Regions from separate parts of the Zea mays genome. Here regions 1 and 3 are each linked to region 2. A link is a contact called in public Hi-C data. All regions are on one chromosome and are shown on one strand. Each heading gives the region's core, a stretch centred on a gene start, on an enhancer-like site or on the middle of the called end of the contact. The rest is flanking DNA. Distances are from core to core; before and after follow the strand shown.

Evidence for each region. Hi-C and Micro-C count contacts between places; a contact is called where the count stands out from the background.
Region 1: a contact with region 2 is called in a Hi-C map of leaf, with 3 times the contacts expected there. The contact joins the promoter of LOC103647502 here to the promoter of LOC109944588 in region 2. A contact is called at or near these places in 9 of 25 Hi-C or Micro-C datasets (bundle sheath, ear, endosperm and 1 more).
Region 3: a Hi-C map of leaf shows a contact between it and region 2, with 5 times the contacts expected there. The contact joins the promoter of LOC100285415 here to the promoter of LOC109944588 in region 2. A contact is called at or near these places in 3 of 25 Hi-C or Micro-C datasets (ear, leaf and tassel).

What each region holds. Positions count from the first base shown.
Region 1 is chr2:192,622,842-192,626,701 of Zm-B73-REFERENCE-NAM-5.0, forward strand. LOC103647502 (cyclin-D4-1) reads left to right here and starts at 2,112. Exons shown (of 6, transcript XM_008672035.2): 1 at 2,112-2,575; 2 at 2,685-2,771; 3 at 2,919-3,017; 4 at 3,123-3,324; 5 at 3,430-3,545; 6 at 3,804-3,860. The coding sequence starts at 2,282.
Region 2 is chr2:192,786,762-192,790,763 of Zm-B73-REFERENCE-NAM-5.0, forward strand. It overlaps LOC109944588 (zinc-finger homeodomain protein 1), which reads right to left and starts at 2,554. Exons shown (of 2, transcript XM_023301678.2): 1 at 2,274-2,554; 2 at 859-2,176. The coding sequence starts at 2,077. The coding sequence ends at 1,217.
Region 3 is chr2:192,980,093-192,983,605 of Zm-B73-REFERENCE-NAM-5.0, forward strand. LOC100285415 (RING-H2 finger protein ATL5F) reads right to left here and starts at 2,029. Exons shown (of 1, transcript NM_001158308.2): 1 at 551-2,029. The coding sequence starts at 1,865. The coding sequence ends at 792.

The sequences.
Region 1 (3,860 bases), core at 862-3,361, 160 kb before region 2:
TCACCCTCTCTTTCGGACTCGATTATATTTGTAACGCTAACCCCGGCTTGTAGTTGTGCTTAAAGTTTATAAATTTCAGATTCTGCCTATTCACCCCCCTCTAGGCGACTTTCACCTGCTCGTCCCGATTTCTTGAGTCCTCCACCTTTGTTTCCACACCCCCTCTCCTCCTTATCCATATCGATCATCTATGGATGATCCTCCTGCCAATGAAAATCCTACTATTGGTGCTTCTCCTTCATTTGTTCCCATGTTTGGTGCTCCTCCTCCATATGGAGGTCATCCTCCATTTCGTTCTCCTACAGACACGATAGTGCCCCAAAACAACCATAATGCTACAACTTCAAACCATTCTGCTTAAATATGTGGTACTCAATTCCATCAGTGAAGCAACTAGATAAAAATGGAGGACAAACGACTGGTAACTATATATATCTGTAAATTCTACGTATTTTTAGTCCGATAACAGTTTTGAAGCTCATAAATTTATAGGTCCACGCATGGCTAATGTACTCCATAGTCTCTGTTGAGGCAATGACAAAAAGTGATCGACCTTCTCGGGCTAAATAGCCAGCACATACAACTCTAGCACCAAAGTTCCTCGTCACTGTACCCCCATGCAACTAAATGATCAATGATCGACGATCATTTACAACCGCTTGTATGTGGCTTGATCGAGTAGAAAAGACCATGCTATGCTCCTCAAAGTTGTCAAGGAGAGCTTCAGCAAGAAACCTGACAAAAATCGACTTCAAGTTGGAACATATGTGTGCTCTCTTCACCATTAGCCCAGGTGGTGCACGCGGTATAATGATGATGACTCAAAACAAATGATTATGTCTCAACTTAGACAACAATTATCACTCACATCACCACTTAGTGTCAGCCCCACCGTCTCTTATTGGCTGCAGTCGAGAAGACCTCAACACAAAGGGAATAGGCCAGCAACGCGTAACAATGATCCTCTGTCATGGAAAAGAGTATGTTGAACAAGCTCTACAATGCTAACTAGAGAATGTCCCGATCAAAATTGTCTGAGCAAAAGTTGTTGGGTCGCTCTGCCACTGATATGAACGATGACATGAAAAGGGCCCACAAGTTGATCTTAAAAAGTGACCAAGCAATTAAAATAGACGAGGAAGAAGATGCGAAAGAAGTGGAAGAGAAAAACAATGAGAAGAGTAGTGTATCTATTTTTTTTATAAATGATGTAATTTATATTTCTTAAGTTTGTATTTTCATGAATTATGTTTTTTCTTAATTATGTACTCTGATGATTTTTTTACTTTAATAAAACATCATGAATTTTAAATAGAAGTACATAAAAAAAAACTAATGTAGCGTTGAGGTGATTCTAAGCTGATGGCAAAGACTATACACTATAGCGCTATGGTAGATAAGGACCGACAATGGTCGATAATGTGATTGATAGTTGATGTGGCAGTTGGTAAGGCCGGTTCAGTGGTATTGCCCACTCAATTTGTTATCGTTAGGTCTATGTCATTGTCACGTCAATGGTCGTTTACACTACGGTTATAACTTATCGCTAACCAACAATCACATCAGCCGTCACCGTCAGCAGAAATAACCATTTTGTATCCTCTATTTCAAATACATAAAATAATATTGAATTTAAAACACTCATCCACAGTTTAGCCACGCAGTATAAATTTGTTCCTTTTTTGGCCGGAAATCGTCCACAGGTGTGAATTCAGTACTGGTAGCAGTAGTACTGAGTGAATATGACTATATATATATGTGTACATTATTCCTTTTCAAACTTCAACGTTGGTAATAAGGTAACCACTTATTATTACCTGAGTGGCTGGGTCAAAAAGCCGAAATGGCACAAAGAACGCTGAAAGTCCATGCCGTAAAAGCTCTAAAAAGTAGAGCGTCTCAAAGTACAGACTAGAAAAGAAAAGAAAAATAACAGAAGGAAAGCGAGCATCCATTTCTCTAATCACAGCCTCATCCTTCCTTCCCGCTGCCCTTGTCCAAGCTTTCGCGTACTAATCGCGTCCTCGTCAATGCTTGCCGAAAATGCCCCCGCCTACTCTGCACGCCGGTTCATACAAAAGGGGCCTCACGTCACGGCACACAGCACGCAGCACATCGCTCACTCCGTCACTCGCTCCTCCTCCACTCCTCGCCTTCCTCGGTCGCATCAAGAACACGAGCAGGAAGGAGAAGAGGAGGAGTCCTATCAGAGCCAGACAGCCAATCAGTATCTGTACCATTACCGTTCGGGCACCAGATTACCAAAATCCTGCAGAGGGGAATGGCGCCGAGCAGCTACGAGATGGCGGCTTCCACCCTGCTGTGCGGCGAGGACAGCAGCAGCATCCTGGACCTCGAAGCGGGGGGCCAGGAGGAGGAGGAGGAGGTGCTGCTGGCGCGGAGCAGGACGCGCGGGGAGCCCAGCGTGGTCTTCCCCGTGCCGTCCGAGGAATGCGTCGCCGGTTTCGTGGAGGCGGAGGCGGCGCACATGCCGCGGGAGGACTACGCCGAGAGGCTGCGCGGCGGGGGCACGGATCTCCGCGTCCGGACGGACGCCATCGACTGGATTTGGAAGGTGAGGTGCTGCTCTCCTCGGTCAATGCAGTCTTCGCTGATCTCTCGAGTCCTTGTGCCCGTCCATCCGGATTCCGGGCTATGAATCTGACAGTTTCGCCTCTCGACAGGTTCACGCGTACTACGGTTTCGGCCCTCTCACCGCCTGCTTGGCCGTCAACTACCTGGACCGCTTCCTCTCGCTCTACCAGCTTCCGGTAAGAATCGTCAAAGCCTACGAAGTGATGGTGGAGTGGCACTGTTTACTTCTTGGTGCTTGGAACAAAAATGGCGTTCAGAAATCAGAGCGTATGTTCCAGTGTTCTTAGTGCCGGTAATGACGCCTGTCTCGATCACCGTTTCAGGAAGGCAAGTCTTGGACGACGCAGCTGCTGTCCGTGGCGTGCTTGTCCCTGGCTGCCAAGATGGAGGAGACCTACGTTCCTCCGTCTCTGGACCTGCAGGTGAGAGAGCAATGCGTAGGGGACGCACACACCACACGTTCCAGTGGGCCGCCCCTGAGACCTTGTTCCTGATCGCTGCTGTTGTTGGGTCCTGTCGGCCAGCAGGTCGGGGACGCGCGGTACGTGTTCGAGGCGAAGACGGTGCAGAGGATGGAGCTGCTGGTCCTCAGCACGCTCAGATGGAGGATGCGAGCGGTCACCCCCTTCTCGTACATCGACTACTTCCTCCACCGGCTCAAAGACGGCGGTGCGCCGAGCAGACGCGCCGTCCTCCGATCCGCGGAGCTCATCCTGCGCGTCGCGAGAGGTGAAAATCCTCACCCGGTGCAGCTCTCTCTCTCTCTCATAGACAACCATTGGCGCATTTCGATCGATTGACCCGACGTCGCTGTTACGGACGGACGCATGGCAGGAACGTGCTGCCTGGGTTTCAGGCCCTCGGAGGTCGCCGCGGCTGTCGCCGCCGCCGTGGCCGGCGAGGAGCACGCCGTGGATATCGACAAGGCTTGCACCCACCGCGTGCACGAGGTACGGCGTGTGCCTGTCCCCGGCCACTTCTCGCGAGTCTTGTCGTCAGATTCAATGCGATGCGATGCAATACGTTAAGCGTGTACCGCATGGATCCAAATCCAAGTCGTAGGTTTGCAGCTGTACTTGACTTGTGCAGCTACTGAGCTACTACTACTAGGCACACGCACCTGCCCAGGTCAGGTGCGTGAGCCGCATTTACAGCCATGGCGACTGATGCTTTATTTGTTGCTTTGCGCTGCATGCGGGCGGTTGCAGGAGAGGGTGTCGCGATGCCTCGAAGCGATCCAGGCCACCGTGGCCCTGCTGGCGCCT
Region 2 (4,002 bases), core at 1,304-3,803:
CACGATTATTTTGTCCACGTCAATTTATCACAAATTAAGCTAACTTGTTAATAGACATTTGTTAATAGACATGCAAGCGCTAGCAGGCAGCTGCGCTCCATGCATGCCGTCGCGTTCGGCTTTCGTGCCACGACAAGCTCGCGAAACGGGACACACGGATGGAGCTGATCTCCCTCGCGCGGGGTTATTAAACGCGTTTCAAGGGCATTGATGACCCAAGCTGAAGAGGCCAAAATTACAAGCGTGTACAGTACACATTGCATCTGTAGTCGTCTGTACATACATGATGCATGCATGCATGGATCAAGTAAAAAAAATTGAGGGGAGAATTTACCAAGGGGCAGTATAGTTTACTCTCCACTACAGACCAGCAATCCAGCATGGTAAAAATAACTTACACCCACCTCCATAGTGTGATCAGGAAATGTAAATCAAGTCGCGAGAAGATCACGCACGCACACACCCCTCCATGGCTTGAGCAAGAAGAAGCACTGGAGGACTCGTGCGTGGCAACGACTTTGTAGAGAATATACTGTACAATGCAAAGAGGAGTATAGATAATGGACGAACAGTGTGACCTATATACTCCTATCTTCTTTAGGCGCAGCATGCAGCATCTAACTAGGAAGCAAAACATGAGCAAGAGAGGAAAAAAAAAGATCATCATCGGAGCTGATCCCGGCGCGCAGGTCCAACCACAAAAAATATAAGAAGGCAGGGCACGAGCACGAGACATATAAACACACAGAATGACAGAATCCATGCGGCCGCAATCCCCAGATACACACTCTGTTCGCCGGCAGCGCATCCCATCGTCGCAAGGCCACGTACATTTCCCGTTGAAGAATAGTAGTAAGAAACCAAGCAAACCGGCAAATGGCCATGCCGAATTAATTAATTAATAAACAACACCAACAAGTACGGGTAAATGAGAACTGAAAGAACCGCCGGCAAGAAGATCGATGGAGCATATGCAGCTCGCTACGAGTTACTGCAACTAACCTACGCCGCCACGAAGGCGCCGGAGCCGAAACAAGAATGCTGACAAAGAAGATGCACATGTGTACCTACCGGCCGGAGGGGCTGGCCCCGGCCACCCCCGATCGATCTGCGATCAACAAAATGCAAGCGTGTACGTGGCTCTTCCGTGTACGGATGGGATGGGAGTACACACGCGTCCGGGGGTCAGGTCAGGTCAGGTGATGGTGCTAGCGCGCTACGGCTTCTTGCCGAGGGTGTGCTTGTTGTTGTGCATCCACACCTTGAGCACGTGGCGCTTGACGCAGACCTCGTCGCAGAACTGCTGCACGGCGGCCTCGTCGTGCTTCTGGACGCGCCACCCCACGCGCTCCGCGAACGCCAGCATCCTGTCCTTCTGCTCCTGGCTGAACTTGGTGCGGAACCGCTTCTTGCCGGACCCGCCCGAGCCGGAAGGCCCGGTGGTGCCGCCGAGGGACATGCCGCCCAGCGGCCCCACCGCCGACGACAGCGGCCCGGCCATCCCGGAAAAGTCGTCGTCGCCGTCGCCGTCGTCGCGCCAGCCGTGGGACGTGGACGGCAGCGCCAGCGGCCGCGGCGTGTGCCCCACGGGCACGGGCGGGGCCATCTGCAGCGGCTGCTGGTGGAAGTACCCGGCCGGGGTGCGGCAGTACGGGGAGAAGTGGTGGTGGTGCGGCGCGGCGCTGCCGTAGGCGGCCAGCGCGGCGGGGGAGACGAGCGAGCCCGCGGCGGGCTCCTTGCGGTGGAAGTTGCGGTGGCAGCCGCACGCGGCGCAGCGGAGCGCGCCGAGCGTGCCCTCCTCGCCGGCGGGCATAAACTCGCCGCACCCGTCCACGGCGTGGCCCCCGATGCCCACCGCGTGGTTCTTGAGGCACTCTCGGTACCTCCCGCCGCCGCCGCCGCCGCCGCCGAGGCCGCCCGCCGGGGCCTTGGCGCGAACGCTGAGCGGCTCCACGCCGCCGCCACCGAACCCAGCTGCCAGAGGCGGGGCGTCGTAGCTGGAGCTCACCGGCATCGGCATCGGCATCGGCATCGGCGCCATCTCCTCGTCACTGTCGTCGTGGTCGTCGAAGTCCATGGCCGTCGATCGGCAGCGAGCGACCGGGCGGCCGCCGGCGGTGGCAGGTGTTTCTTGTGCGTGCCTGACCTGTGTGTGGTGTGTTGATGTGTTCTCGAGCTGTGGCAGGCGAAGAAGGTTAAGAGCGGCTTAGGAAGGTTAAGAGAGGGGGATGAAGAGATAAGAGACATGGACTATGGGGAGAGAGTGTGGACACCGTCTGGGCTGCCTGCCAGTTTTGACGCGCCGCTTTGCTGCAGGAATGAAGGCTGGATGCAAGCCGCTGCCGTTGGCCGTAGCTGCCTTGGCGTTGGCCTTGCTTACTAACCCTGGTTTCACTCTACTAGTAGCTAACAACAGTATCTGCGCTCGCTTTCTCACCGCTTCCCTCATCGAATTCACCATGGTCACCCAGCGGCAGCTCAGGGCCGAGCCGACGCCGCCGGTCGCGCTCGTGCCTTTGGTGCATGCTTGTCTCTCTCCCTCCCGGCTGCTGTTTTCCAAGTGGTCGTCTGGCTCCACTCCAAGGCCTCCACCGCCTTTAAAATTGCGGTTTAGAATATGCGATCGCGACACCGGCCCGGTCTTTGTTTTCTCTCGCCTTTATGGTCGAATCTATGTGTGGCAACTTCTCTGTCTTAACAAAGACACTTGAGGCCCAAATCCATACGGTGTGTCTTGATCAAGTACAAATTTGACCTGCAAAACAACGCTGTCGCCTAATCGTGTATATTTGGCCCGTCCAGCCATATATAGTCTAGCTTATACACACACAGCCGTCATTTGGAATAATGGAGTCCAAATGACGGAATTAATGTCGGATGGTGAAGGCATCGGAAATGGCAACAGATGGGCTACCTCTCTAGCATATATAGTCTAGCTTACACACGCACGTGACTGACCCACCCTACTACGTGCAGTGCGTGTATGTTCGGCCATCTGGTCCTCCCTGGGTGACGCGGACCCGCTCGGATCAATAACCGGCCCTAGCTAATCTTCCGGCCGTCGTGGCGTCGTCGTCGTCTAACAATCCAGCGTCCGTTATTTGTTCCATGCGGGAGCACGTCACCCCGCCTCGGGGTAGTAGCTAGCTTAGCTAGCATTCTACGTAATAATCCCGCGGGCTTGTGCCAGGTGGTTCGCGGCCTCAACACACGTGTTAAGGCCTGCACGCTCGGGCGGCTCGGCCCTGCATGTCTCGCCACTTATGAAGCCGCGAACGTCACTGCGCGCCACTTATGAAGAAGTACGTAGTACACGTTAATTCTGGCGATATAACGGGTGCGCGGCGGAGAAAAAAAGAAGTAGCAGGGAGGAAATTTGAAAGCCGACGACGGCGGCGGAGTGGGATTACGGCCGGCCTTGTCTTGGCCTAGCTAGAGAGCCTTATCTTGTGTGATAAGAAGCGGGTCAGAGCTTAAGCGCCACAGGCTGCTAATCCTTTCCCGGATCGATCCGCCGCCGGTCTCCGTCGACCTACCGAGAGCGGTGCTGGTGGTGCATGCGTGGTCCAGGAGCGGCGTGGAGCCGCCGGCCGGTTGCTTTCCGTGCCAGTTTGGGAGGGTACGTACAGCGGTCCGCCGCGCTCGGGTCCGTGCGTACGTGATCGGTCCGGCCGGCACCACCGCCGGAGATCCAGTCCGACGCGTCGATCTTTTCCGTACGTGGTGGGCCTGTGCCTCTGTGTATGTAGCGGTGGTCTGCCGCCGGCGTGTTAGCATATGCATGGCCGTCACGTACGTACGCGTTGGTTTCCGGTAGGCCGGCCCCCGCGGCCCCTTTGGTCTGCCACGGTCAACCAATACATACCCATCTACATGCCCCCAAACAAACGTACGGCGGTACTAGTACTGCTACAGCACTTGTGTACGCAAACGAAATCTAGAATTCTAGATCGAACGGTCAGGACCACAGGAAACTAGCTATAGTACACATTCCCTCCGTGT
Region 3 (3,513 bases), core at 779-3,278, 190 kb after region 2:
TTACAGATCTAAAACATGAATAATGCCCAAATCCATGAGTCATGAATACTATCGCTTATATGTTTAAAATGTACAAAAACTTGTTAAAAATTACTGAGGAAACAGCCATCAGAACATCAGGTATTCAGGTACCTCAATTTGGTGAATCTTCCCACCTTGATATACAGGAGAACACCGTAGTATTGTATATGCAGTTCATTTCCTACCCCAGCCAATAGGAAAAGCTCACATTAAAATCTGCAATAAGTTAGCACACAAGATATTCTGTTAGTAGTTGTGCTAACTGGATCTTAACATCCACATGATGTGATAACCACATGATAAATCACTGATATAGGATTGCATTCAATACATGTTCAGTGTTATCCATACAAAGACATCTAATAATACCATACACCATCAACAGGAAGTACTGGTCTCCCCAGCAACATATTCTTAATTTATAGTATGTTTGCTCTTTAAGGCACAGAGTTGATACAAGTGTAAGTCCATTCCTTCTTGCATGATTACTAGTACATAACAAGTATATATGGAGAAGCCAGACATCAGCTTCACCCGAATTGACTCAGGCCAAGCTAGTTATCATACTTGGAACTTCGAAGCTTACACAACCGTATCACTCCAGCAATCCTTAGCGACAACAATTGCTCTCATGAATAACTCACACCTAAATGAAGATTTTCTCGGAGAGCAACTTCAGCTCTCTGCGTTTTCTATCAACAAACTCTGACACACTACCAGCTCCCGGCTTTGCTGAGGCTGCAACCAATTGACAGTAAAAACATACCAACTCACAGTGGCAGCACAGCACCACTGGAGCGGCCATTCCGTGAGAAGAAAAACCCTTGGCCACTGCTTGACATGGACCTGCCAATCTTGAACCGGCCTGACTGACACGAGGACGAAGAAATGCCTGCGGCCTCCTTCTCCTTCGCCCTGAAGACCTTCATCTCTCGGGGATTTGGCAACTTGCAATTATACCGCACCACATCATCATTTGCTTCAGGAAGAGCTACGGCAAACAACGGAGAATCCATGGAAGCCGAGCGCCTAATTGGCTTGGGCGTGTCCCTTCCATTCTCCTCCGCTGTAGACGTGCCTTCACTTTGAGTGGCTGAGGCTGACGACGCCTCAGAGTCCTCCGAGCCCTCAGTCTCCGATTCAGATTGAGACAGCGACATTTCCTCGTGAACGTAGTGTTCTCCCAATTGGGCACCGCCTGCCTCAGCCTCCGCGGCATCGACGGGTAGATCGGAGGGAATGACGACGACGGGGGAACGGCAGATCGGGCAGTTGACGTGGGCGCGGAGCCAGGTGTCGATGCAGGGCGCGTGGAACGGGTGAGCGCAGCGCGGGAGGAGGCGCACCAGCTCCCCGTCGCTGAACTCGCCGAGGCACACCGCGCAGTCCCCGCTCCGGCCCACCCCGCGGCGGTACTCCACAGCGGCTATGGACGCGATGGTGGCCTCGTCGAGCCCCACCGTCCGGATGTACCACACGTGGTGCACCACCCCTCCACCGCCCCCGCCCTCCTCCTCGTCGTCGGGCCCTTCGGCGGTGGCCGCGGCGAGGCTTCGGCGTCGTCGCAGGATGAGGCGGCGGCGGCGGCGGTAGAGGAGGAGCGTGGAGAGCCCGAGCGAGAGGGAGAGGAAGATAGAGAGCAGGGAGATAACGAGGATGAGGCGGACGGGCGCGTGGCGGTCGGCGACCGGCGCGCGCGGGATCACCGGGATCGGGGGTGGTGGGGGCAGGACGTATTCGAAGCAGGCGTCCCCGCCGCCGGGGCAGAGGGGGAGGCAGTCGAGCGGTGCTTCCGTGCAGTTAAGGGTGACCGTCGCCGCCGCGTGCGGGCGCACCGTGTACATGGCTACCTCGGCTGGGGCTGGGGCTGGTGCAGCGGCGGCGGCGGAGTCGGCTCGAAGGCGCGCATCGGAGAGGACGAGAGGTGCGCGTGCGCGAGGGGGCGGTGGTGGACTGGTGGTGGACTGGTGGGCTAGTCTGGTTGGGAATGGAGGGGGATACGTGGAGTGGATTGGTCGCTGTTGGTGGGTTTGGTAAAAGGTTTGGCGAGCTTTGGTGTGGACTGTGGAGCTGGATCGCATTCGCATGGACAGCCGAGGGCGACTGCGACTGCGAGTCCCCAACACCTGCGACTTTACCAACACTCTCTCTGACACTGTGGCCTCAATAAGTCCTGCTACTATTCTGAGCGCACATGTCGGTGAAGAAACGCTGTTCCGTGATGGCGTTTCCTCTTGCGCTGAGCGTCAAGCCTGACCTGGCCAGTATTGGCTTACGGAAAGTCAAACACTAGTTGGCCAGGATAAACAAAAATATGAGCATGCGGTTGCGAAGAAATCGACGCTAACTCTATGTAACGGTGACTATCAAGTTGTTAAATCTAGAGAACGAACGAGGTTAGATAGCAAATTGCTAAATTTAGCAAGTCTATTTGAAGAACTATTGGAGAAATATTTTTCTGTTCACTTCTTAAATTTAAGTTTTAGATAGTTGTTTAGAGAACTATTAGAGTTGTTTTAAAAATAACATTTTTTCTCTTAAGACAGGGATGGGGCAAAAATTTCCCCGCGAGGATGGCAGGGCGGGGATCCGAAATTTAACGGGTTGGGAACGAGGATAAAAATTACCCTCACGGGGATTCGATGGGAACCTAAATTAGGACTTAAACCCTCCCTTTATGTGTTCTATAAAGCTTGAATCCAATAAATTGTCTCATTATAACTGCATATAAAGATATAAAATCATCAATCACTAACCATAACTTCATTTTTTATCCGGTTATTGCTCGGATAGTCCTTATTTATATGTGCATATCATAATATTTGTCAGAGAGGAAATCTCCGGCCGGGTGGCGGAGTGCACCCGCCCTAAATCCTAAGATGAGGAGGGACATAAGCGTTTTGCCTGTTATGCGAGATGGATGGACGAATACAAGAACACGCGAGGGTTTAGAGTGGTTCGGGCCGCCGGAGCGTAACACCCTACTCCACTGTGTGTTGGGTTGCTATGGAAGCTTGAGAGTCTGAATGAACTTGTGTTGTAACGTCGCATGCCTCCCCTTTTATAGTTGAAGGGGGGCATGCACAAAAGACTTCGTACCCCGACATGTGGGTCCAGAGACATAAGGATGGAATACCCGGAGCAACTAATGTCGGTCACCTTGTGTTATCTCCCTATGCCCCGACATCCGCCGCTTGAGTAGAATCGGCGTGCTGCAGAAGGTTCCTCGGTATTGTTTAAGTCATGATGACTACTGCGTGCGTGCAGCGGTGTGGGCGTACTGTCCGCTGCTTGATTGAACAGGCGCGCCGCCTAGTCTGGTCGCCGCCTGCCAGCAGAGTGGACGGGGCACATTAAATGCCGAGTCGGCACATCACCCATCTGCAGGTCGGTCAGGCGGCGTGTGATCTCCGCAATAAATGCAGAGATCGCACGGCCGTGTGGCCTTACGTCAGGCTCTGCTCTCCGGCTTACGTCATGATCCGTAGGCCA